Linked DNA regions of Mus musculus: all the other regions are linked to region 2. The links are chromatin contacts, called in public Hi-C and promoter capture Hi-C maps. All regions are on one chromosome and are shown on one strand. The core of a region is the stretch at or near the end of the contact, and the rest is flanking DNA. Distances in the headings are between cores, read along the strand shown. Region 1 has its middle 300 kb from the start of Gm36251. Region 2 has its middle 67 kb from the start of Gm24957. Region 3 has its middle 260 kb from the start of Gm36251.

Evidence for each region. Promoter capture Hi-C pulls out the DNA fragments that hold promoters and counts their contacts. A called contact is a pair of places that touch in the nucleus more often than the background predicts.
Region 1: a Hi-C map of cerebellar granule neurons shows a contact between it and region 2, with 2.4 times the contacts expected there. The contact joins two enhancer-like sites. A contact is called at or near these places in 6 of 484 Hi-C or Micro-C datasets (cerebellar granule neurons, cerebellum, cerebral cortex and 1 more).
Region 3: a contact with region 2 is called in a promoter capture Hi-C map of hippocampal neurons, with 6 times the contacts expected there. The contact joins two enhancer-like sites. A contact is called at or near these places in 1 of 39 promoter capture datasets (hippocampal neurons), 1 of 484 Hi-C or Micro-C datasets (the N1E-115 cell line) and 1 of 115 datasets of contacts at active chromatin or transcription factors (bone marrow-derived dendritic cells).

Annotation. Positions count from the first base shown.
Region 1 is chr9:112,825,451-112,828,228 of GRCm38.p6, reverse strand. No RefSeq gene overlaps it. Among named protein-coding and RNA genes, the nearest start is that of Gm36251, 300 kb to the left of the region's middle. Within about 2 kb of position 1,463, at least 7 of the 459 cell types and tissues checked have an H3K27ac peak or open chromatin away from gene starts, as enhancers often do. A contact at or near this core is called in cerebellar granule neurons and cerebellum, where this site is marked.
Region 2 is chr9:112,453,736-112,456,435 of GRCm38.p6, reverse strand. No RefSeq gene overlaps it. Among named protein-coding and RNA genes, the nearest start is that of Gm24957, 67 kb to the left of the region's middle. Within about 2 kb of position 1,440, at least 32 of the 459 cell types and tissues checked have an H3K27ac peak or open chromatin away from gene starts, as enhancers often do. A contact at or near this core is called in cerebellar granule neurons, cerebellum and hippocampal neurons, where this site is marked.
Region 3 is chr9:112,863,832-112,866,728 of GRCm38.p6, reverse strand. No RefSeq gene overlaps it. Among named protein-coding and RNA genes, the nearest start is that of Gm36251, 260 kb to the left of the region's middle. Within about 2 kb of position 1,603, at least 9 of the 459 cell types and tissues checked have an H3K27ac peak or open chromatin away from gene starts, as enhancers often do. A contact at or near this core is called in hippocampal neurons, where this site is marked.

The sequences.
Region 1 (2,778 bases), core at 214-2,713, 370 kb before region 2:
AATCCACACTTAAAGAGTTAAGACCCTAAACTCTGTTATGTTAAGGTAGTGATTACCTTGCCAAGCTCTGAAGTTCATGGAAGTGAACCAGGTGACATTGCTGCTATTACTTGTCTCACACTGGGAGAGACAAAAGGGATGCCCTTCTTCTTTTCTTTTCTGTTCAGTACCTCTCAGCATAGTCTCCTCACTATGTTCCAGAACATTCTGAGATGTGTCTTCTTTTCTTTCTGTTCTCACAAGTTTTCATTCATCTTGTGATATTGTGAAATCCTTGAAGGAAAAAAAAATATGTTGCCTGTTCATCTTGGAATAGTCAATAATTAATTGGCGACTTAAATTAAAATAAATTTGATTTTGAGGCATTTACCATCTTTTGACCTATATACTCTATTTCTAGAAGCTTTGGCACTGCATGGGATATCAGTATAAGCCAAATGTTTGATCCCAGTATAAGCTCATGGTTTGATGCCAGCACTGAAGAAACACAGACTTGTACATGTCTGTGAACACAAGGCCATCCTGGCCTACAAGGTGAATTGAAAGCCATACTTGCAGAGAAGGAGGCTGCTAAAATTGTGTCTGCAGTTAAGAAACAGAGAACAATCAGGAAGTCACTGTAAGCACTAAAACCCTAAGCTCCATTCCTGTTGCTCACTTCTTCCAGTAAGCCTTACATTCTCCAGATTTCACACCCTCCCCCACACCTCCACAGCCTGGGCATCATGTGGTTAAAAGCATGAGCCTGTGGAGGACCATTTCACACCTCAGAATCACAGCAGAACTGAATAGCCCATTGCCTTGATAATTATTACGTAAATTGAATAATTGGTTCCTAAGGTTTTCCTTTTCTTTAAACTTAACTTAAGGTGTTTGTATTTTAAAATCACTGAGTATCACAAGTATTGTGTTCAGGAGTTATCCCTTTTTCAGACATTAAGGTCATTGGAAGGTCAGAAAAACATGTTAGCTTCACTTAGGAAATGATGGATAAGAGTCATGAGAGCGGAAACCCGAGAGTCAGTGGACATTTAAGATGTGATTTTTTTTTTTTTAAATCCTTGCTTCTTGGTGCCTTCTTTAGGCCAGAGGCTGCAGCAGCATCTAAGAACTGTTACAGATGCATATCTCAGGCTTAACCCCTGAGCTTTTCATCTGGAACCTGCATTTTGACAGGATGGTCCTAATGTTAAATTTAAGAAATACTGGATGAAGGGAGAATAGGTGTCAACTAGACCTACAGCTGACTTTGGGCTTCTTTCTTGCATTCGTTAAGGGGTGTCTGGTTTCTGGCAGGATGGAGGCAGATGCTCCTCACAGACAGAACTCCATCACGACCAGATACCTGGACCACAGCAGAGCTCTGTCATCTGGTAACAGCCTTCTTCACAGCAGGAGTGAGGATCTCAAAGAGTCCCAGCTCTGGGTCGAAGGAATGGTATTCTGAATGAGATGGCGAGGCTTCAGCTGTTAACCAGCAGGAGGCTGCTGCTTCTTGACAGCATGAAGGGCATCCTGGGTCCACCTGACTGTCTGTCTGGGAGCCACTTGTCACATAAGAGCAGAAAGGAGAGTCGCTGAGAGTCACTGCCAGGACTTAGTTGGCATTACCTTCTCATCTATAATCATTGGGATCCTCTGAGTGAGGTGTGGGGTTAGAGCTGCCGGTAATCACGTGCCCTGTTATCTCCCCCCCCCCACCCGAGAACGAGGATTGTGAGCCTGAAGTTAACCATAACAGTGGCCTCTGACTTGTGAAAGATAAGGTAGTTGGCAGAATGTGCTATTTGAGTCTTGGGAGTCTAAAGAAGAATCAGTGAGGGAAAAATGGATATTATTTTGTTTTTTTTTTTTAAAGCACTATGATCCTGGTCTTTCTATTTTAAGAATAAAAATGGCAGAACCCAGTCCTAACTGACATCCCTTCATACTCCTTCAGAAATCACTAAAAAGACTTAATATTCTCTTAGTCTCTCAGTGCCTTATTATGTACAGTTTTCATTCATCTTACCATTCATTTGACAAATATTAGTGGAGCAATAGATATTCAGTCACTGATGGCCAAGGAAATCCATATGAATTGGCAGAGTGATTTCCCTTGAGGCTATACTATGTTCAGTAATGGTGATAGACATATCAAGAGACAACACATTGTCGTCAGAGCTCCATACATACTCCCTAATGTGTGCACAGGTGGCTATGCAACCTAATGTGTGCATAGCTAAAACTGATAATAATGTGGCAGTGGCATTGGGACTGCTAACACACATTCACATTTTTTTAACATGTCAGGAACTGTGTCAAGTACCTGCTACTACTCAACTCATTTGGTTTTTATGATCCTCCTATGAAATAATTATTACTATTCAGATTCTCTAGGGTAGAAGCATAACATGACCACGTACTTTATGAACAATCAAGTTCAGTCAAGTACATATACAATCAAGGACAGCGCAGGAAAGCTTCAAACCTAATACAATTGTGTTTGGAGCAGAGCCTAGAGATATAAAACTAAATGCGCTAATTCCATCCGAATGAGTGTTTATGAGAGGAATGCTGGTTCAGGATTGGCACTGGATATAGGAAGAAATGAAGGGTCTGTTTCTTTTATCAAGAACTCAACACCAATAAGGAATAAACAGACATGCATGCTTGTGTGTGTGTGTAAACTTCTAATACAAAATATTAAGGGAGTAAAGTGAAGGAATAATGAACTATATTGAGATGTGATGAAATATATCTATTGAGTTGTGCCAGGACTAAGTTAAATTCTGGTTA
Region 2 (2,700 bases), core at 191-2,690:
GTCTGGGTTGATAGAGAAGCATTTTCCTGTATACATACATACATACATACATACATGCGTACATACATACTTACACACACACATATATGCTTGGAACTGGAGCTGGGGTGTTAGATCGATGTGTAAATCACTGAGATCCTCAGTATGCAGGTAAAAGCTAGGCTGGCAGCTCACATATGCAATACCCATTCTGGGGAGACAGAGACAAATGGATCTTTGGAGCTTCTTGGCCAGGCAACCTAAATCTAACAATGAGCCCCAGGTTGGTTTGTGTAAGCTCTTGTTTTCAGTGGTGAATATTCCCCTGTGCTCTAGGCCTTAAGTTTAATCAGAAAGCTGACGTTATCCACAGCACTTATGGCACTATAGTGCTAACTGACGCATCTTGCTTGGCACTGCCATTGTGAAACATGCAGAGGCCACAGTTGAATGGTACTTTGACTCATAAGCATCCCTAGCAACCTTAGTAGAACTTTGTGGGACTACATGAGCTAGCCTGCAGGGAGGAGACTCTCCCAACTCTTTCCTCATCTTATTTAAAGTCCTGCACTACTTTGTCTTCAGCAGTAGGTTCTTTCCATCAGTTCTAAAAAGCAACTGGTATCAGTGGTGATATCCTTTATTGTTAGAGGGGCCTTCTGGGACAACTGTTAAGGCAGCAGTCCACTGCTAACACTGGGATCTCAAAACCTTATGCTTTGGAGGAAGCCCTGTTTTAGTCTTATGGGACCCACTTATTTTCTCTGTAGGGTTTACAAGACAAGAGTGTGACAGTTATTTTACAGTTTTGTGTAGATATCAGCTCTGCAACTTGAACTTAAACATTACAAATGTGGACAGTTACTTCCTATAGGAAGGCAAGTGGTGTATGTTGGAAGAGACTGGCACTTGGAAGGTCTCCACATCCCCCAAGGTTGCTCACACTCACCAGACCTTCTTACTTGCTTTCTATGATGACCTGGCTCTGCATCTCCCAAGACACTCTTGTTGGATCTGTAGGAATAGGTTTCTTTGCAAGAAGGAACAATGATTTAGTTAAAACCAAGTCTGAGGAGATGGAGAAGAGAGTTTTAGGCATGCTAAGGAAGCTGGGCCAAAGAATTCTCAGGTTTTCATAGACATGTTACCTTCTAGGAGGCTGTTATTTTCTGTGAAGCGTTGTTACCAGAGATCTCTGTCTCTGAGAGATATAAAATTAGCCAGAGCTGCATTCCTATTTATCCCTGGAGTAACAGGCTGGCTCAGATGCCACACAGGGCAGGACAGACCTTTCTCTCTGCCCCAAGGTAGCAATAAAAGAGTTATCAACTCATCTTGATCCTCCTCTAGGACTCAAAAAGAAAGAAACAACAACAACAAAAAATCTAAGTCTGGCACCTAGTTTCTTTCCTGAGTGGGTTGTCATGGCAACAGGATATAGCAACTGTTTTCAGTATTCTGGGGCCTTGGCAATCCTCACGAGTTTCTCTGCCTCAGCTTCTATGTATGCGCAGACATATGGACACCAGAACCCGTGCCAGCATGGAAGAGAGGGACGGAAATTCATGCCAGGATCCCTCTGGGGTGCTCGCGACCTCAGCTGACCTTAGAGTTTAGCTCACTGCACACCAGTGCTCTGAGCAGGACCCATCTGGTTCCTGGCCTGGAGGAATTTGACAGCTTTTGCTATGAAGTGAGGGACTGAGTTCATTGAGCTCAAAGGTCAATGCCAGCTCCAGAGGCATTGAATCCAGAGTCCGAATCTCAGTAGTTCAATTTCATTCCAGAGGGCCACGGTTTTGTCTTGATCGTACTTGTTCTAATAAAAGGAAAATTTCCTTCATTGTGAATATTGTTGATACTACTATTGACTCATGATGAGTGGCTTCATTTTAACTCACAAATACATGATGTTCTGCATTCAATACACATTTAAGAAGGCAAGATTTTGTGCCTGTGTGTGTGTGTATGTGTGTCTTGTGTACTTCCATATAAGGATCTTTATAAATGGCAATTAAGATTTTAAACTGTCTCATTTGGATATTTGAAAGTGCAAGGCGACCTTGCATATTCACATGTCACATTCGATGTCCACATATTTCTGTTTTTCCCTGTTTTCACCTCTCATTATCGATGTCTATGTGGCATGTGTCTGTATTATTTACTCATATTCTTGTGTCTCTGCATGTCTGTGAATGTTTATCTATAAATGAACCTCAGTGTGTGGGCTATGTTCCTGGTATGTGTCTTTGTATGTGCAGTGTGTGTCTGTGTGTGTGTTCCTTGCATGAACATATCTTCATACGCATGTGTGCAAGTATACATACATATGGATCTGATGTGTATATTGGTGTGTCTCTGTGGATGTGGAGATGTGTGTGTGTGTGTGTGTGTGTGTGTGTGTGTGTGTGTGTGTGTGTTTGGAGCATGTGTGTCTATATATGAGTATAATTTATCTATGTGTGTATGTGCCTGACAAGCCTCCAGCTTGAGCACAAGTTCTCTTCCTCCAGAGACTCAGAAGAGAGTGTGATGATATCCCCAGCACTCTGGGTAATTCTTAGAAAATGATAGGAGGTCAACAACCCACTGGGGAAAAAATGAAGGACTGCTGATATAAAGGAGTCAGTGTGGGCTGTGGAAGTTTTTGTTGTTTCCATTCAAAAGTGTCTCTTGATAAAGAACATGCTGAGTTCAACTTTTCTCTGGAAATGTAACAAA
Region 3 (2,897 bases), core at 354-2,853, 410 kb before region 2:
ACACAGTTGACAGTTGTTTTATGTTTCCCTATGATCTCATAGCAATGATTATATCTGAAGTGGCCTGACTTTAAGGTATGGGGACTGGGGTTCCAACATATCTGGGGAATGGAAAGATTTCAACTAATGTTAGCCTTCCCTGTCTTTTGCAAAATGTCATAGTTTCTTAACACAAAAAGCACATTCACCCTATTGTCTCAACAGCCTCCAACTCTTTTCCAGATTCTATCAATATAATAATTAACTCTGGGAGCCCAAAGTATTGTCTTAAAATTTAATTGAGATGTAGCTGCACCCAGGAAATTTGGCATTCTTGGGCAAAATTGCTCTCATGTCAATGTGAGAAATTCAGAAAACAAGATACCCGATTCAAGTTCAGATGAACAACTATGGGATATACATTGCACTCTAAGGGGAAACATCAGAGGAGCAAAGGCCTTTTTGGTCTAAGAGAGCTTGCAACTCAGTGATGACAAAGGCTGCCAGCATTTGTAGGATGCTTTCTCCCTGAGATTTGTCTTCAGTGACTACTCCCCTTTGCCCTGGGTCAGTGATGTTATGGTCTGAGCCCTTTGCAGTGTTTTAGAGGTGGATGTCAGGATAAACCTCAGCCTGCTTCTAGAACTTGCTGCCTAACGAGGCTGCAGACCTTCCGTGTCATCCAGTACCATTTGTTCTTTGTTCAGCATCTCTTCTTCAGAGCATCCCTCTCTTTCCACGTTGTTCTGTGAGCAGAAAGGCGGTACCCAGCAGCTTTGCACACTCATTTCTTGGAAACCAGTTCAAATAAGTGCATAAGTCCATTACTCACAATTTCAAGTCTCTAAGAAAACGTGCTCAATGTAACTCAGGCATTGTGACATGATAGCATCAGCTACAAGCAGACACCAAAATGTACGTTAGTTTCTCAGAGCTGTTGACATGAACATTGGCAGCTGAGTAGTTAAGACAACAGGCATGCGTTGTCTCTTAGTCCTGGAGACTCAAAGTCTGAAATTAAGATGTCAGTTGGACTCTTTCCTTCCAGAGGGTGGGAGAGTCTGTTCCATGTCCCACTCCATGTTTATAGTGACAGAGGTCTGGCAAATCTCAGCTTGCTTCTCTCCTGTCTATAACCTCATTTCAACTAATTATATCTTTAATTACCCTGTTTCCAAATAAGGTCATATTCTTCAGTAATGGAGTTAGGAAACAATGTAATTGCAGTTGTTGTTGTTGTTATTTATTTTTTGCAGGGTGGGGGGTACACGATAATGTCTCTTCAGAGAAAAGAATACATGTGTTCCTTGGCACCTTCTGTTCTCCAGCTATCCATCTGTCTATGGAGAAAGGGGACAGGTGCAGTGACCTTGAATGGCATCTAAAAATGCAGTTTTAAATCTGTTAGCTGCAACAGCAACTTACTTTCTTCTTTTGCAGGATGGTAGAAGTGGATTTACCTGGGCATTTATTTCTTTACTTTCCTGTAACCTCACCAAAACGATAGCAAAGAGAAACAGCAAACTAAAAACAGTTGAGTGTGACAAGTGTGTGGGAGGAGATGAGAGCTGTAAAATTCAGGAAGCTGGAGAGAGGCAGATGGGAAACTGATTGGACAGCCCTGCAAAAGCTGGAGGCTAAGTCAACAATGGAATGCTAGGAGCAGACAGCCTGAAAACATGGGCTTACAGCATATGCATCACACATATTAGGGATGGGGGCTCCAAGAGCCTCTTGCAGGCATGGAGACCTGAGCTGAATCTCCAGAATCCACATCAGTAAGCTTGGCATGGTGGTGCTGGTTCATGATCTAGCACTGGGCATGTGGGGACGTCGGAATCTCCGGGGCTCGCTGAGAAGATATCTTAGCTAAGCTTGATGCCTGGTGGATTCAGTTCAGCAGGTGGAATCCCAAGGACTCACATTGTAGAAGGAGAGAATTAACTATATTGGGTTGTACTCTGCACTGTGCAATGCATTCTCCCCCTCCCTCCCCCTCCCCCTCCCCCCTCTCTCTACACACACACACACACACACACACACACACACACACACACACACACGATCACATTGTAATAGCTAAATCAAAAATTGGAAAGTCTTTTTCTCAACCTGTATCTCTGCTATGTCTTTTTGAGGAAGCTATCAGATCATATCTTCTTATCAAGATGATGTAGTAAGTAAAACTAGAGGAGAACATGGAGTCCAGAAGGCCTAGAGATATATGGGACTCCTCGATGCCCCTCATGTAGTATAGTGTGCTATCATTCTTAGGAACACTTCCCTTGTATTGGCTCATCTCTGGACGTATATCCCATAGCCTTAGCCTTTTGGTCCTGAGTGTATATCTCTGTGATATTCAGACAAATAACCTGAAGGGAGGGCTAGGTAGATCTATACAGTGTTTTGACAGTAGATGTAGGGGCTCATTTCTATGGTACTGATTAAGAAAAATAAGGTTGACTCACATTTAGCAGCAAGATATTAGCTGTTCATTTAGCAGTGTATCAACATTTTGAAAAAGAAAATGGCTATGCACAAACAAACAGCAAGATACAGATGGAGATGGAAAACCAACAGTGTTTATGTAAATGAAGAACATCTGTAGATGACAAGCTATGTGTTGAATACATTGGAACCCAACAGTTTGGTAGGAGAGAGTGATGGAGACAAACTGGTATTGAGATGAGCAAACAGAACCAGAGAAGTACCCAGGCTGGCATACATTCCCTCCATACTCCTTCTGTCCCTGGTAGAGCCTCTGCAAGCTCTGTGTACATAGCATTTGGTTTCACTCAGGAACCAGAGAAGAGACCAAAATATTTGCTTCCTCCTGGTCTCTAAGACACACAGTGGTGATTTCCCAGATGGATGCAGGAATTTCAGGGAATATAAATACTGGTACAGTTGTGAATACC